2 separate regions of the Mus musculus genome follow, and region 2 is linked to region 1. The links are chromatin contacts, called in public promoter capture Hi-C maps. All regions are on one chromosome and are shown on one strand. Each heading gives the region's core, a stretch centred on a gene start, on an enhancer-like site or on the middle of the called end of the contact. The rest is flanking DNA. Distances are from core to core; before and after follow the strand shown. Region 1 holds the start of Cracdl (capping protein inhibiting regulator of actin like). Region 2 holds the start of Rev1 (REV1, DNA directed polymerase).

Evidence for each region. Promoter capture Hi-C pulls out the DNA fragments that hold promoters and counts their contacts.
Region 2: a contact with region 1 is called in a promoter capture Hi-C map of embryonic stem cells, with 5 times the contacts expected there. The contact joins the promoter of Rev1 here to the promoter of Cracdl in region 1. A contact is called at or near these places in 7 of 39 promoter capture datasets (the SN4741 cell line, embryonic stem cells, hippocampal neurons and 3 more) and 1 of 9 other capture datasets (macrophages).

Annotation. Positions count from the first base shown.
Region 1 is chr1:37,715,610-37,723,334 of GRCm38.p6, forward strand. It overlaps Cracdl (capping protein inhibiting regulator of actin like), which reads right to left and starts at 4,202. Exons shown (of 10, transcript NM_028096.1): 1 at 3,961-4,202.
Region 2 is chr1:38,126,112-38,132,894 of GRCm38.p6, forward strand. It overlaps Rev1 (REV1, DNA directed polymerase), which reads right to left and starts at 3,555. Exons shown (of 23, transcript NM_019570.4): 1 at 3,351-3,555. It overlaps Gm5099 (predicted gene 5099), which reads left to right and starts at 5,972. Exons shown (of 6, transcript NR_151587.1): 1 at 5,972-6,059.

The DNA of each region.
Region 1 (7,725 bases), core at 2,952-5,451:
AGCTTTCATCTCCTTCAGCTCACTACTAAGGTTGCAGAACACCGACGAGGCACCTTGGGATGGTGAGCTGGAGCACCCTTAAAGCAATCTGAAGCGTTGTCCAGATCACACCCATGTGTGATTCTCAGGACCTCCTACCTGACCCAAATGTTCAACGCTGTTTTCTGGATTCGGTGAGAATCATGAACAGGGTCTGATGAGAAGTCACCGTTTCCTTTCAACTTAGAGACAAGAAGAGCCCAGTGGGCCCGGCCCCCTTGCTGTCCTACCTACAGGTGACACTGCCAGTACCTCAGGTCTCTCAATAGTGAAAGAGATGTGTACAGCAGCCACACAAACCACTGGCTGGTCCAAAGGATGCTTTGAGCAGGTCTCTGGCTCTTTCTCACATTCATATGGCTAAGTCCACTGGAAGGCTCATCTCTTCCAAGAACCTTTGCCTTCAACACCTTGCATGAACCCAGCATGAACAGAGGCCAGGGCTCACATACACAGCACCAGCCCTCCTATGGGCAAGCCTTGCTCCCTCGATGACTCCTAAGCCCTCTGAACTGTTACAGGCTTTTCTGCCATTCCTCAATCTCATCATAATAGATGAGAGTACCAAGTACACTGTGGCTCCTTTAGACAAAGCAGCCACATTAATTCATGGAAATTAACAAGTCCAGCGCGTGTAACCTGCAGCTTTACCCATAAACACAGAGACAGGGATGGGGAAGCACCTTCTTGTTTGCTCACTCTTTTCCTTCCATCTCCCAACCCCATGCCACTTTCTCCAGGGACAGTGGAGTAGGGTGATTACATTTTAAATAAATCAAGGCAGTATATGGTTTCCAACCACGTACCACAACGTGTAATGATCTAGTCAGGACAACTGGAATATCCAGCACCCCAAGTATTTAATTATTTCTTTGCATCGGGAACACTCACAATATTCTCTTTTTGGATTCGAAACATATATTGTAACTTATTTTTACCTATAGTCACCTGGCTGTGTCAGAACATGTTGCCCTCATAGAATAATATAATTTGTGTTTATGTTCCCTTCAGAGATCAGTGACAGAGCCTAGCTGTCTCAGCCTAAAGTTCTGGTGTAAGCTTGTGTTCAACTACAGAAGAAACCACCTAAGAAACATTCCTGGCCCCAGGTATGGAAAAGCTCTTCAGGTCCTGGGATGGGGAGATTGGGAAAGATCCCCTGCTCCAGGAACCTCTGAAAGGTTGAGAGGGAGGCCGCAAGCACAGGAAGCTTCGGCCCAGCTTCCTGTGTGCAATGTTGGGAAAAGGCTGCCCAGAAATGCAAAATGGCAACCTGGTGTGGCAGTACCACACGACACAGTTCCTGGGCAGGTTAGCAGCTACCTTATAGAGAGAGCTTGATGAAGCCTTAGGGGAAGGAGTTCTGATAGCCAATGCAAAGACCAGCTAAATAATATCAGAAGAAACCCTAGCCAGGAAACCAACGTAGCATGGGGGTGGGGGTGGGGCCGAGGAGGAGGGACTCCCTGGGGAACAGCAAGATCAACACACAAGAGGCAACCTCCCTATGTCCAGATTTCACTGTGGCTTTTTCTAGTGCCTGGACACCACTTCAACAAGGAGGTTCCTAAAGAAGGACTTGGGGAGCAAGCTGCTTTCAGCTACACAGTGATTGAAATATCACTTAAATTCAGCCCAAGAAAAACTAGAAGTGAGTATACCAAAAAGGGAGCCAGGACATTCTGTCTGGGCCACAAAATTAAATACACATCAAAAAGCTGCACCCCTTCACAATAAACGCACAACAGGAGATGTATCTACCCTTCCCCGACCTCCCACCCCCACCCCCCAATGCAGATGCTTCCGCTGGGTCTCTTTACAACACAAACAATATTTATAAGACTACCTGCCTGGGCTAAGTTCCAGGCGGAAAGCACATAGTCTTGCCAAGTCAAATGCAGGCCTACTAGGCCATCCAGACAACTTAGCCCACGGGAGGGCCCAAGCAGTCACAGTCTCCCTTTGTAGCTGAGAACTCTCCCAGAGCTGGCTACTATGTAACATTCCGGCCGTGTAACAACATACTACAGTCTGCGTGGTTTATAAACAAGAGAAGTTTGCTCCTCACAGTTCTGGGAGTCTAAGATCCAAGCATCCCAGCATCTGGTACCCGGTGAGGGGTTGTTTCCTGACTCACAGATGCAGCCAAAGGAGGGAAGAAGCTTTCTGGAATGTTGATTATAATGCGCCCTAATTCAGTGCAAGGGGCACTATCTCATAAAACCACCATCACCTCAGAGCCTCCAGGATAGAAATCTGGAAGTGGGCACACACGCAGTATGCTATCACTTCTCTGCTTCTCCATAAGGGCAAGCTGAGACTCGAGGCACGATTAGATAAGGCCCAAAGAACCACGCTGAGCATTGATGCTCCTGGCTCAACTATCCTAGCAGCCAACCCACTACACGCCAAACCCATTTGCCAGCTCCTGCAGCATGGCCCTGAAGCAGCTATGGATGGATACTACCCTTATTGGATACTACACTGATTCTATAAATGGAAAAGGGCTGCTGGAGAGACAGAAACAAATCTAGAACCTTAGAGAGAAAGACAAATGCCTCTCTGGTTAAAAAAAAGAAGAAGAAAAATCAGTCATGTTACTAGAAATGTTAAATGCAACATTTTGAAGCATTTAAAACAAATATGAAAACCCATGATTTACAAAATACCTCAATTTTAAGTAAAGGACAGAACCAGTCTTTCTGATCTCTCGGCCTTGTCTCATGCTCCGATTTGGACCGGCACAACCCTAGAATTCAGAGTGGAACGCAGCGCAGCTCAACGCGGGGGTGGGGTGGGGGGCAGACATCTTCAGCCACCCGCACTGAACTTCGTCTCCATCATTTTATAATCTCAAAGAGCTAGCTCTCAGGTGATCCCTGATCCTCATTCATCTCAGGTGCACGTCTGGCATGACCCAGCTCCCAATGAGTATCAGGGCTGAGATTCTATTTCGTGGTTGCTATGTATTTAGGTAAATGGAAGGAAGTCCCAGCCTCCACCAAAGGAGGGGCTTACTTTAAAATAGTTCTGGAAGGTGCGAGGGCTCCCAAGAGAGCGACAAACAACACAGGTGCCTGTCTTCCCACTTGGATTTTCTGGTTCATTTCTGACACAATGCCAACTGGCCACCTGCAGGCCACAAGTCCAGTCACACCTCGGCCTTCCTTTCCCCTTGCATTTCAAAAACAAAAACAAACAAACAAAACAAACAAAAACAAAACAAAACAAACGCTTGCTCATTTGAGTAACTACCCCGCCTCTCAGCAGTTGTACACCTACCTACCTCATACTGAAAACGAAGTCCTGCCGGTTAGTAAATGACTGCTCAGCAAATATTTGTTGATTCAAATTCTGATTATGTCTAAGATTAAACTCAGACTCCCCTCTGGTGGCTTGTAACCTAAGCCCCAAGCCTGTTAAATAAACCATGACCCGAAGCATAAGGAAGACAGCCTGTGTGTCCACCGTCTCCCTCTCCGTGGCCCTGGGAGACAGACGCGATTATGCTCTGGTACTAAGAACTGAAACGCGGGCAGCAAGCCCTGTCCCCCCCCCCCCCCCCCCCGTTTTCTTAGTGTTAAAACTGGTTAAACTGCTCAGCTCTGCCTCACATTTCAAAGTTAAGTCCAGCAAAGCGCTCAGAGGAAAACTTTGGGCACTTGCGCGTCTGGCTTCTCTCGGCCCCACCGACCATAGTGTCGTGGACGTGGCCCCCACAGGGGTGGCGTGGGTACCCTTCACGTCCAAAGGGCCCTGGGCTACCTGAGCTCTTCTCGCCACTACCTCCCCAGCTCCACGACAGGACGCGACTTCGGGAACGCGTCAGACTCTCACCCCCAACCCAGCTCCCTCCAACCTCCCTGGGTCTGCGCCCCACGCATGCTGCGTGGCCACGCCATTTCAGACTGTCCCAGGTACCTGGCACTGGAGCGTGGCCGTGTTTGGCGAGCGTGCCGGGAAGGGCTCAGTCCGCGGGGACAAGCGGGGGCTGCTCTGCCGGGGTGCACCCTGACCCCCGGCCGCAGCGTCGAGGGCCGGCGGCGCCGCGCAGCAGGTGGCGGTAGGGCGCGGGTAGCGCGGGGTCTGCGGCCGGGGGATGGACGCGGACGCGGGCGCGACCCTCGGGCGGCCGCGCTGGCCCTGCGCTGGGCGCGCGCTCCCGGCTCCCGACTCGGCTGCGCGCGGCCCGGCGGGGGCGGACGCGGCTGTTCCGCTCTGCTCAGCTCTGCTCCGCGCCGCCCAGGCCCGCGCGCCTCCCCCGCGCCGCTCCCGCCGGGCACGCGGGACCCTGGCCACCCCACGTGGCGGCGCTGCAGAGCTGGGAGCTTGGCTGGCTCCTGCCTGCGCGAGGTCCGAGGGCTGGGGGACCACCGCCAGGACGAGGACGCTCACGATCGCGGCTCCTGCGCGCCACCTCCCTGTCACCCGAGCCTCGGAGAGTGGGCGCCCGGGTGGCAGGGAGGAACGTGCGCATACGGATAAAAAGTAAAAGTTGTTTCATAACCTTGTGGGTCCGAGCGTCTGAGGGCTAATGAGGGAAGCTGCCGCCCCGTCTCTAGGTGAATCATTGCTGTGGCACTGGCAAGTGTGGGATAAAAAGCTGAAGGAGACGTCTCAGCTTCGGTCCCCACCCCTACATCTAACAGAGGAGCTGGCCCATTTGGGGAAGGAGCGGGCTGCCCCCCCCCCCCCCCCCCCCCCCCCGGCTCCTCAGCTAAGCTACCTACAGAGAGAGCCCTCTTTTGGCCTGCTGACACTGCCATGGTCAAGGGGTGAAGTACAAGGAATGTCAGCTGAGCCCCAGCAGGACGCCCAGGCTGCAGTAGCAGGAGCCCCAGGTAGAAAAGAGAATTCTCCCATCAGACAGTGGCACTGGGGTGGAGTGGTTCCTGAGTTCTGACTTCCGCAGCGATGTTAAGAGTGCCACTGTCAGATCTAGAGGAATCCATACTCCACCGTTGAGCCTTGGGGCTGATATCTTGGGACCAGGGACGCAGAGAAACCCAAGAAGCACACACTTGCACCTCTATCTTGAAAAGCGGACTTTAAAATTAGACCAAAATCCCAAACAAAATAGGAAAGAACCTGGCGAGAGATCTCATTTGGTTGGGTACATGAAAGGAAGTTAGTTGCCTTTTTAACTTTTGGGTGTAATCGATCCCTTTGGTTCAAGCTAGTCACTTAAAAGTCTCCTTTGATGGTTAAATGAAATTAATTCCCTCAAAGAACATAAACAAATCATGAATCAGTCTCCTAATTGACAACCACTCACAGTGAGCAGGTGACTCACAGAGGAGCAAATGAATTGCTTAGGTGTGTGTTTGCCTTGTTTGAAATCCTCAAACTAAACTGAACAACTACAAGCAAGCCTGTGCCTTCACCCACCCACCCTAAGCCTGCTGTTGCTTGCTGTTCAGATCAACACGTATTCTGCACGGCTGTAACCGCTAAATATTTATTGACTCCGTAAATTGCCTTTCTAACCTAAGAATTTTTGTTTCCAGAGTATCAGAAGCCTCTGGCTTTACTTGTGTGTGCTTGTGGGTGGCTTTTGAAGTTCCTGGAGGGTTTCAGAGGACAAAAAAACCCAGAGGATCTTGGTGATTAGCTAAGGCTGAGAACACAGTGTCAACACCCAAAATAGAAAGTGGTTGGGAACTCGATGACTAGGTTGGCAACAGGGAAAACTAAGGAGGAACTGTGAGGAGGAAGAGCTGCCTACAGGAGACTCCCAGGGACTTCCTTCTCGGACAACTCTGGTCCTCAAAGCTGCTGTCCTGGCGGCTCTTCTCCTTATTTCTGTCACCAAGCCTTCAAGCCAGTTGAGAAAATGCTATTGTATTCAAGTAAGGCTTTATGGAACTTCAAGGAAAGTTTCTTTTTTTCTTCTTCTTTCAATTTTTTATTAAATATTTTCTTTATTTACATTTTAATTGTTATCCCAAAAGTTTGCAAGGCCAAGGGGCCTCTCTTTCCACTGATGGCCAACTAGGCCATCTTCTGCTACATATGCAGCTAGAAGAAAGGAAACAGTTTCTTAATGCCAGCAGCAACCACCGCACAGCCGAGATCATAGGGTTAAGGCGCTTTCTTTCCAGCTGCTACAAAGTCTCTCTTAGCTATCCCCAAACACCCTCTTCCAAGGGAAGAGACCCTATTGACAAGACAGAGGAGGCAACGCTGCTCCTAAGCCCATTATCTCTGTCTGGGGATCTGTCATTGTGAAAAGTTAGATGCTGTTCCAAGCCATGGGCAAGCAGGGGCCCAGTGAAGGCTTCAGTCCCTAGCAGAACCCTGAACAAAGATACACCGTTGTCATCATGCTACGAGTGAGGTGCCCACGTGCTCTACACAGTCACAGTAAGTGGTGGAGAGAGAGTCTGAACCCACATCCATGGTTTTTGTTTTTTGTTTGTTTGGGTTTTTTTTTTTTTTTGAGTGTTGATTCTTCCCTTTTAATTTTTAAAAACTGGATATTTTATTTATTTACATTTCAAATGCTATCCCCTTTCCCAGTTTCCCCTCTAGAGCAGGGCTATCTCTCTCAATGCGGCCTCTGACCCTGACAAGGAAAGAAAAAAATAAAAAAGAAGTGTTCAATTTAGAAAAGGAGACAACTTTCCTACATACAGAGAGAAGCCTCCTTCAGGGCGTCAGAAAGCAACATTTTAAAAAAAGCTTTTCCTGTTTAAAGTATTTCTATTTCCTTTTCTGCTCAATTATTCCTGTCTTGGTTGGTTTGTGGTCAACTTGACACAAGCTAGAGTCATCAGGGAAGAAATATCTTCTATTGAGGGAGTGCTTTCCTGCATGTATGCCCGGAGGCATTTTCTTGATTGATGATTGGTTGATGTGGGAGGGCCCAGGAAAGTGTTGGTGGCTGTGATCTCAGAAAGCTGCCTCCCTGTTTGAGTGTAATGACTGGAGATTGAATCCCTGGTCCTTCAAAAAATGCTGGTCAAGATGGTGGCCTCTCACCTGGAATCTCAGCCCTCTTCCAGAAAGCCAAGACAAGGGGCCCTCCAAAAGCTGCCTGGCTGGGCTACCCCATATTATCAGGTTCTGGGCTCAGCTGAAAGGCCCTGCCTCAACAAATAAGACAGAGAGCAATCAAGGAAGACTCCCAAAGTCTTCAGACTTCTACATATACACACATGCATGTGAACCTCCACACGCATGCTAGCATACCTACATGCACCAAAATTTTTTTTAATTGACCAGCGAGATGGCTCAGTGGGTAAGGGTGCCTGCCGCCAAGGCTAACAACCTGGGTTCAACCCCTGACACCCACGTCAGGGTAGAGGGAGAGAGCCAACTTTCAGCAAGCTGTTCTCCGTCCTCCACATACATACCTGTCTCCATAAATGTGTAGAAATATAATAAAATAACTAAAGAGATAAAAAATTAAATGTAACTAAGTTGATTTTTAAAAAATTAAAAAAAAAAAAACAGGTAGGGTCTGACTCTGTTTTCAGCGCAGTTATGTACTCAGCTAGCACAGTGGTCTCGCACGGCAGCTGTCTGAGGTACACCACTGGCCAATGAGCTTCCACCATGACCGGCTGTGTGTGACCCACATATGAGGCTGCAGTAGCCACCCTTCCGTTCCAGACTCAGTTTCCCCAACTGACCTATTCCCAGTCATTGCCCAGAGTTTGTTCTGTTGCCTTCCCTCTGCCTTAG
Region 2 (6,783 bases), core at 2,305-4,804, 410 kb after region 1:
ACTAAAGTGAGGCTATTCTAATCAGTTTATTTTTTATTTTATTCTAGATGGAGAAAATATTTAGAAAGTCAAGTTTTGGTAAGCAACAAAATTTCATTAAAAAAAATCAAATATAAAAATGAATTCAATTTTATCTCACATCAACAGTGACACACAACTTTAATCCCAAAACTCTGGAGTCAGAGGCAAGTGGATCTCTTAAGTTTGAGGCCAGCTCTGATCTACAGGCTGGTCTAGGACAGCACAAAGAGAAACCCTGTCTCTAAAAAAACAAAACAAAAATGATGTTGGTACATGAAACAACTGTTTAATGCTTTTTGTTATTTTTGTTTTGTTTTATTTAATAAGAACTGAGGAGAAGACTCAGTAAGCACCTGTTCTGCAAACATGAGGACCTAAAAACCTGGTGCAGTGCTGCTCATTTCTAACTCCAGCAGATACAGATCTCAGGGTCAGCCCGTCCAGCCCAAATGGCAAGCTCCAGCTTCAGTGACAGACTGTGACTCAAAAGCTAAGGTAGCGAGCAACTGGAAGGCATCAGACATAAACCTCTGGCCTCTACACACAGCACAGGAAACTCAGACCTGTGTTCTTTAACATGTATTACTCATGTAATGCTATGAAGTAGGTAATACTCTAGTCGTCATATACAGCTGAATAACATGAAGCACCAGAAGTCATTAACTGGTCCAGGGTCATGCAATCAGTAAATGGGAGCAGACAGGATATGGACTGAAGATGTCAAGTGTTCAAATCAACTACAGCAATTATTGTTAAAAATTTTTACAAAGAGCCTATTAGGTTCCAGGCACAGTTCTAAGTACTAGGGATAAAATTACGAATAAATCTAATAAGATCTCCACCCTGTAGTTAGGAAGAGAGAACCAACAAATCTAAAGGGAATAATTAACAAGTGAAAAGTATATCTGATCATAAATACAAAGGAGAAAAAATATTTAATGTAAAAGCAAACAAAAGAGTCAAGTAACAAAAGGAGACTTGCTTCTATTTTAGAGACTAGGAAAAGTTCCCTCAAGTAAAGAACAGCACTAGAAGACAAGAACAGCTACCACCAGTCAGAAGAGGTGTCCTGCATATCTGCCTGGATCCTGAAATCCAATAGTGAGTGAGAGTCATGGGGTAAGGCTAAGGTTAAGTTGACAGCTGCCCTGATGGCAGGGAGGAGCTTAGGTTCAAACTCCATATGTAACCCAGAGCTTTTGGAGGATTTTAACTACAGAAAGTTCAAAGAAAATTAAAATTTTTAAATGTCTATTAATATCCACATTAAAGTTTCAGTTAGCACTGTTGTTACAAGAAAAGAAGTAAAAAGTATTTTTTGGTTGTTTGTTTTTCATTCTGTTTAACTTGCCCTATGATTTACTTTGGTTTTTATTTCTGATGGAGTCTTAACTATGCAGGCCCTAACTGGTCTGCACCTCACTATGTAGATCATGTTGGCTTCAAACTACCAGAGATACCCCAGCCTCTGCCTACCGACATCTGAGATGAACGGAGCCTGGTTCATACTATGATTTACAATCCCTTTCATTCTAATAAAACACTAAGAATCTGCCAGCCCTCAGGATCTGTTCTCTAGTAGACAGCAGGCACCTAAGGTCTCCGGTGATTAGTTTTCTTCTCATGGTCTCTCTCCAGCATATCAGGCCCTATTTAGTACACAGCTACAAGAGTATGCTACAGAAAACACTTACCTAGTACCTGTAGTTTCATAGTCTTATTAAATGCCTTTCACTTAAGAACTAATTTATTAGTCGGCTACCCAAACTGGAAAATGTCTTCCAAATATGAATGAAAAGCTTGTCCAACTAGCAGAGGCAAATTTCAAGCCCATATGTAAATGCTTTGATCTCTCCACTTCACATGCCATTGGATACAGTATGTTTGTTAAATATAGGTCTATGTAGCCTCTGGAATGTATTTACTGTGACTGGTTGTTGGGAACAGGCTTTCCTTCCTTTCCATTTAGAATCTTGGTTTTCAGTGTTAAAGAAGTGGAGTTACGTATTTCAGCACATTAATTTTGAAAATGTGTATTTTTCTACCTGAGATGACATAGAGATTTAATGTTAAAAGTGATTCCCACCCTTAAGAAAATGAACAAATATGCATTATTTACCATAAAAAGGAGTAAAGTTTCATGACAAGATACACGATTTTGGTACATACTGACCTCAAAGGACCTACAAGACACAAACAAGAAAACAGAAATTCAAGAAAAATGGCAAGTAAGTAGTCTAAGCAATGAACGAGTGCACTCGTGCAGACTGAAGTCCTGGATGGAGAGCTCCAGGTAAGCTTCCAAGTGTCCATCACAGGTAGCACTGGAAGGGCCGGAAGGGTATTCTAGCAGCATTTGCCTGGGCAAAGCCCGGTCAATATGGGAAAGCAAACTTATGGAGTCTTGCTAAGCTGAGCTAATGCGCACTCCATAGGAACAAGATTGTGGTATTATTACTCTACGTAAAGGAAGAACAGGTACTAGAGAAGCCAGAGACCAAGCAAATAATTTAAGAGCTGTTACATAGCCCTTAATAGTTACAAATCCTTTTTATGAGGTCTCTTGTTTTTATCTACATACCATTTCTACTTTATACCCAAGAAACACCAAAAAACACACGGTGAAATCCTAGGCATGTATCACCTGTAGTGTTTTTTTAAACAATCAAGGAACGATACTACAGGAAAGTCCGGGCTTTGCAAACCCGGGACAGGAAGAGTCTCCAAACAAACAAGTGCCCCCTCGGTGCACCCCGACTGTTATTATAACAGCACACCCAAGTGTGAACTGAGCACCTGTACAAACACTTGGGGACAGGTGTCCTGCACATGAAGGGGACAGATAAGTGACAAGGGAAAAGGAGTGAGAGAAACACTGCCTCCGGGATGCCTAAGAGCAAGGCAGAGGGGAGAAGCCGATGCACCGGGGACGAGCGAAGACCCGCGGCGCGGGCCCCGGGTGCCCCCTGCCACGTTCTGCAAACGCTGGCGGAGCGGACACTCGAACGCGCGAGGGAATGAATGGCCGGCCAGGCGCCGGCGCAGGAGGAACCGGTGACTTGCGACGCCAGCGGCGGGACTCGGAGGCAGGGCCGCGGGCGCCCCGATCGGCGCGCGACGGAGCGCCGGGTGTGGAGCGGGAACGGGAGGTCACGCGTTACATAACCCGGCGGCCGGAGGCGCAGGGGCGACGCGGCGCGGCAGGCAGGAGGCCTCGCGGCAGCACCGCGAGCCCCCGGCCTCGGCGCCTCGGGCCGCTCGTGCGGCGGAGGCGGGGACGGCGGAGGCTCGGTACCCCTCCCCCACCCGCCGGCCCGGGGGTCGCTCACCTTCCGCGCCGCCCCAGGCCACCATGCCCGGGCCCAGCCGCTTCCTCGGGCCTCGCGGGCGCCGCCGTCGTTCAGTGTCCTCCCCGCGGCTGAGGGGAACGCCGGGGAAGGCAACCGGTCAGGCGGCCGCCCAGCCGCACCGCACCGCACCGCGGCCCACGCTCCCTCAGTCGCTGCGCCCGCCTCGCGCCTCCGCGGCAGCTCCGCCCCTCCCCCGCCGCTCCTCTGGCGCGCGCCCGGCTCCCCCTCCCATCCACACCGCGGCCCGCTGGCCCGGCCCCGCACGCACTCACCGGGCGCGGCGCACGCGCGCTGCTCGCGCCCGGCCCGAGGCGACCCCGGCCCCGCCCTCCTCTCGCGCCGGCGCCCGCGGGGAGGGGGGGTGGAGAGCAGCGCCTCGGCTGCACGTGACCGTGCGGCTGGCTGGGCGGAGGTGGCGCGGGACCCGCCGCATCACCACGCTGCCTCCCGCCGGGGCCGGCTAGCTAATGGTGCTGCAGCGACGCGCAGCCGCGCCCCGCCGTGCCCCGCCCCGCCCCGCCCCGCCCGGGCTCCCCAGCCGCCGCGGAGGGCGCGGGTGCCGGGACTAACCGGGTAGACGACCGCGCAGGGTCGGCCGAGGCGCGAAACGCGTCGCCGCACCGCGCTCCGATTGATGTGCGGCGCCACCTAGCGGCGGCCAGGACGCTCACAGGCTAGCACATGCTCGGTCGGCGAGCGGAGAACCGCGGCCCACACGGGTCTGCGGGAATGCCAGGTCACTTGCTGGCAGCCAGCTAGGCTGTGTCCAGACACGACGTCCCTCACAATCTTACCACTGCCGGTCCTGTGCTCTACCTGCCTTTCCCACTTGCAACACACAGACCTGAAGAAAATTGCTTTCCCTTGTGATGGTTAAAAACAAACAAACAAAAACAAAAAACCAGCAGCTACACAATTTATTCGTGGATGTTAAATACACCTAGCAAAAAAGAAAAAAAACAGTCTCTTAAGGCCCATTTCCCCCGCCTCTGTAGTGTCTGTTCAATGGGAGACTGCATGGTTATTGTGATAGTCTTTATTGTTGGAATGCTCAAACATTAAGCCAACCAACTCCTCGCCCTAGACTGAACACTTTTGTTCCTTCCCCACCTTAAGACTTTTGAAAGGAGTTTGCAGGCACTTAGAAAACAGTAGTACTCTTTTTAAAACTGACTTTGCAAACCTGAGGTTCCTTTCCCAGAGAGACAGGAGATAATCGAAATCTCTCTCTCTCTTTCTGTGTATGTATATGTACATGGGAAATATATATATCTGTCTCGATTTTAACCTCTCCCCCTTTGCTCCACTTGCTCGCTCTCCTTTATGAATTCAACTTCAGTATTCCCTCCCAGCTCTGTTTCTCTGGACCCACAATTGAAGAGCTAGATACAGTGTAACTGCAGGAGTTTCAGAACGAGCTGCAACACCACCAGCTTGTGTTCGGAAATACCGCTGGGCGGGAAATGAGGCTTGTGAGGAGTTTTGAAAAACTGTCTCTACACAGCAGTTATTTCCAATGAGAAAAACACCAAAACTTTATTTTTGAGACTGAAAAATAACTTGTGAATACTTTTCCTCTTCTTTCATAATCAAAGATTACTTTTTCTGTATTTTTCTCAAGCAAATAAACAAACTGTCCCATCCTCGTTTGCTTTCTTTTGCTGCAACAAACATTATTACCAAAAAAACAACTTAAGGAGGAAAGGGCCTATCTCACCTTACAGTTTACAACCCACGGGGAAGGGAAGTCAGGACAGAACCTGGATGCAGGAACTGAAGCAGAGACCACTCAGGAGCCCTGCTCACTTCACTGGCTTGCCTCTAATGGCTTGCTCCTCTATTCCTGATACAACTAAGGCCACCCACCCAGGGTGGGCACCGCCCACAGTGGGCTGGCCCATCCCACATCAATCATCTGTCCCACAGACTTGTCCACAGGCCGATTCTGATAGAGGTGTTTTCTCAGTTGATGTTCCCTCTTCCCAGATGACCCTAGCTTGTGTCAAGTTGAAAGAAAGTGGAAAGAAGATGTCTTTCTCTGTAAAACAAACAGAACCGAGAGGCGAGAAGAAATAAACGGTAGATAAATTCTAGAGTCTGTGTTACGAACAAGTTTGCCCAGGGTTTATTTTTATCTACTTCAGAAAGTTCTTATTTTAACTTTATTGTCAAGATTCACTTGCCCATCTATTTATTTTTATAAAGTCTATATTTTTCCTTATCGAAGGCGAGCTAGGCTTTGGAGACAGCACCTAAGATGACCCATCTGGGCCCCACACTTGGGAATCCTTGGGGGAGCTGTACCTTTTCACTCCTTTCCTAAGCTTCATTAAAATTGATTTTTTAAAAAAATTTAATCATTTCTGACACCTTAAGAAGCCCGTAAGAATGCAGGTCAATGGCCCTTTTAGGGTTATGAATAAAAGGACATGAATTCTGCTACACATTCACTTGGCCTCTGGCAGTAAATTCCATATATATATACTTTTAAAGTTTGTTCTGGAACCCCTGACAGTGGTCTGTTCACAGTGACTTACATGGCCAGGTAGTGCTTATTATTACAAAGCATTCCATCCATTATGCTGACAGATGAAATAATAAGAGGGCGTGGCTCAAGCCCACGTGAACGGAGGGTGTTGAAAGCAGAGTTGGTTTGCCAGGACTTAACACTCTCAAACATACATTCAGGTTCGTATTTAACCAACACAGTTCACAACATTCATTGTGACCCAACGAGTAATCAGTCATATGGTACACCCTGTATGCCCGTGGCCAAACATATTGATTTCCTGTCTTTAAAAAGCTTTTAGTGTGGTGAGAGGCAACAGCTGCAGGCTAGGCTCAGGGCTACCATCTGAGGGCAATCTTGCAGGCACAGTGGGAACCTGCGAGGAAAGTTGCAGTACGGACTGAGAGGTTGGTTCTGTTAGGGAAACACCGGAGCCACATGGGCGAGGAACGGAGACCAGGGAACATTCTAGAAACTGTGAAACATGAAGCCGAGAGTGGCATAGGCTAGGAAGGCAAATGGAGGATGGGAGAATGAAGAGTTCTGTGAAGTATGGTGATCTGTCACTCTGCAGCTGTGAGAGGCACTGAGGTCTTGTCATAGTCCAGGTTAGCCAGGACATGGGTTTTGCCAAACACTACAATGAAAGGAGAAAGAGACAAAGATGTTGGTGGCAGAGGCAGCAGAGTTATATTGACTCAACACGGAACCTAAGCCGAGGAAGAAAAGGGACTTGCCTGGGGTGGTGGGATTAGTCAAATGATAATTCTGGTTGGTGGGTGGTAAGAAACCTTTCAAAGGATTTTGAGTTAGGCACTAGCGTGTGATGATTGTTGGAGTAACTTTTCTTCACTTTGTGTAAAGGTGTGTCTTTGTATTTTCAGCTAATTCTGTACTGGCAGA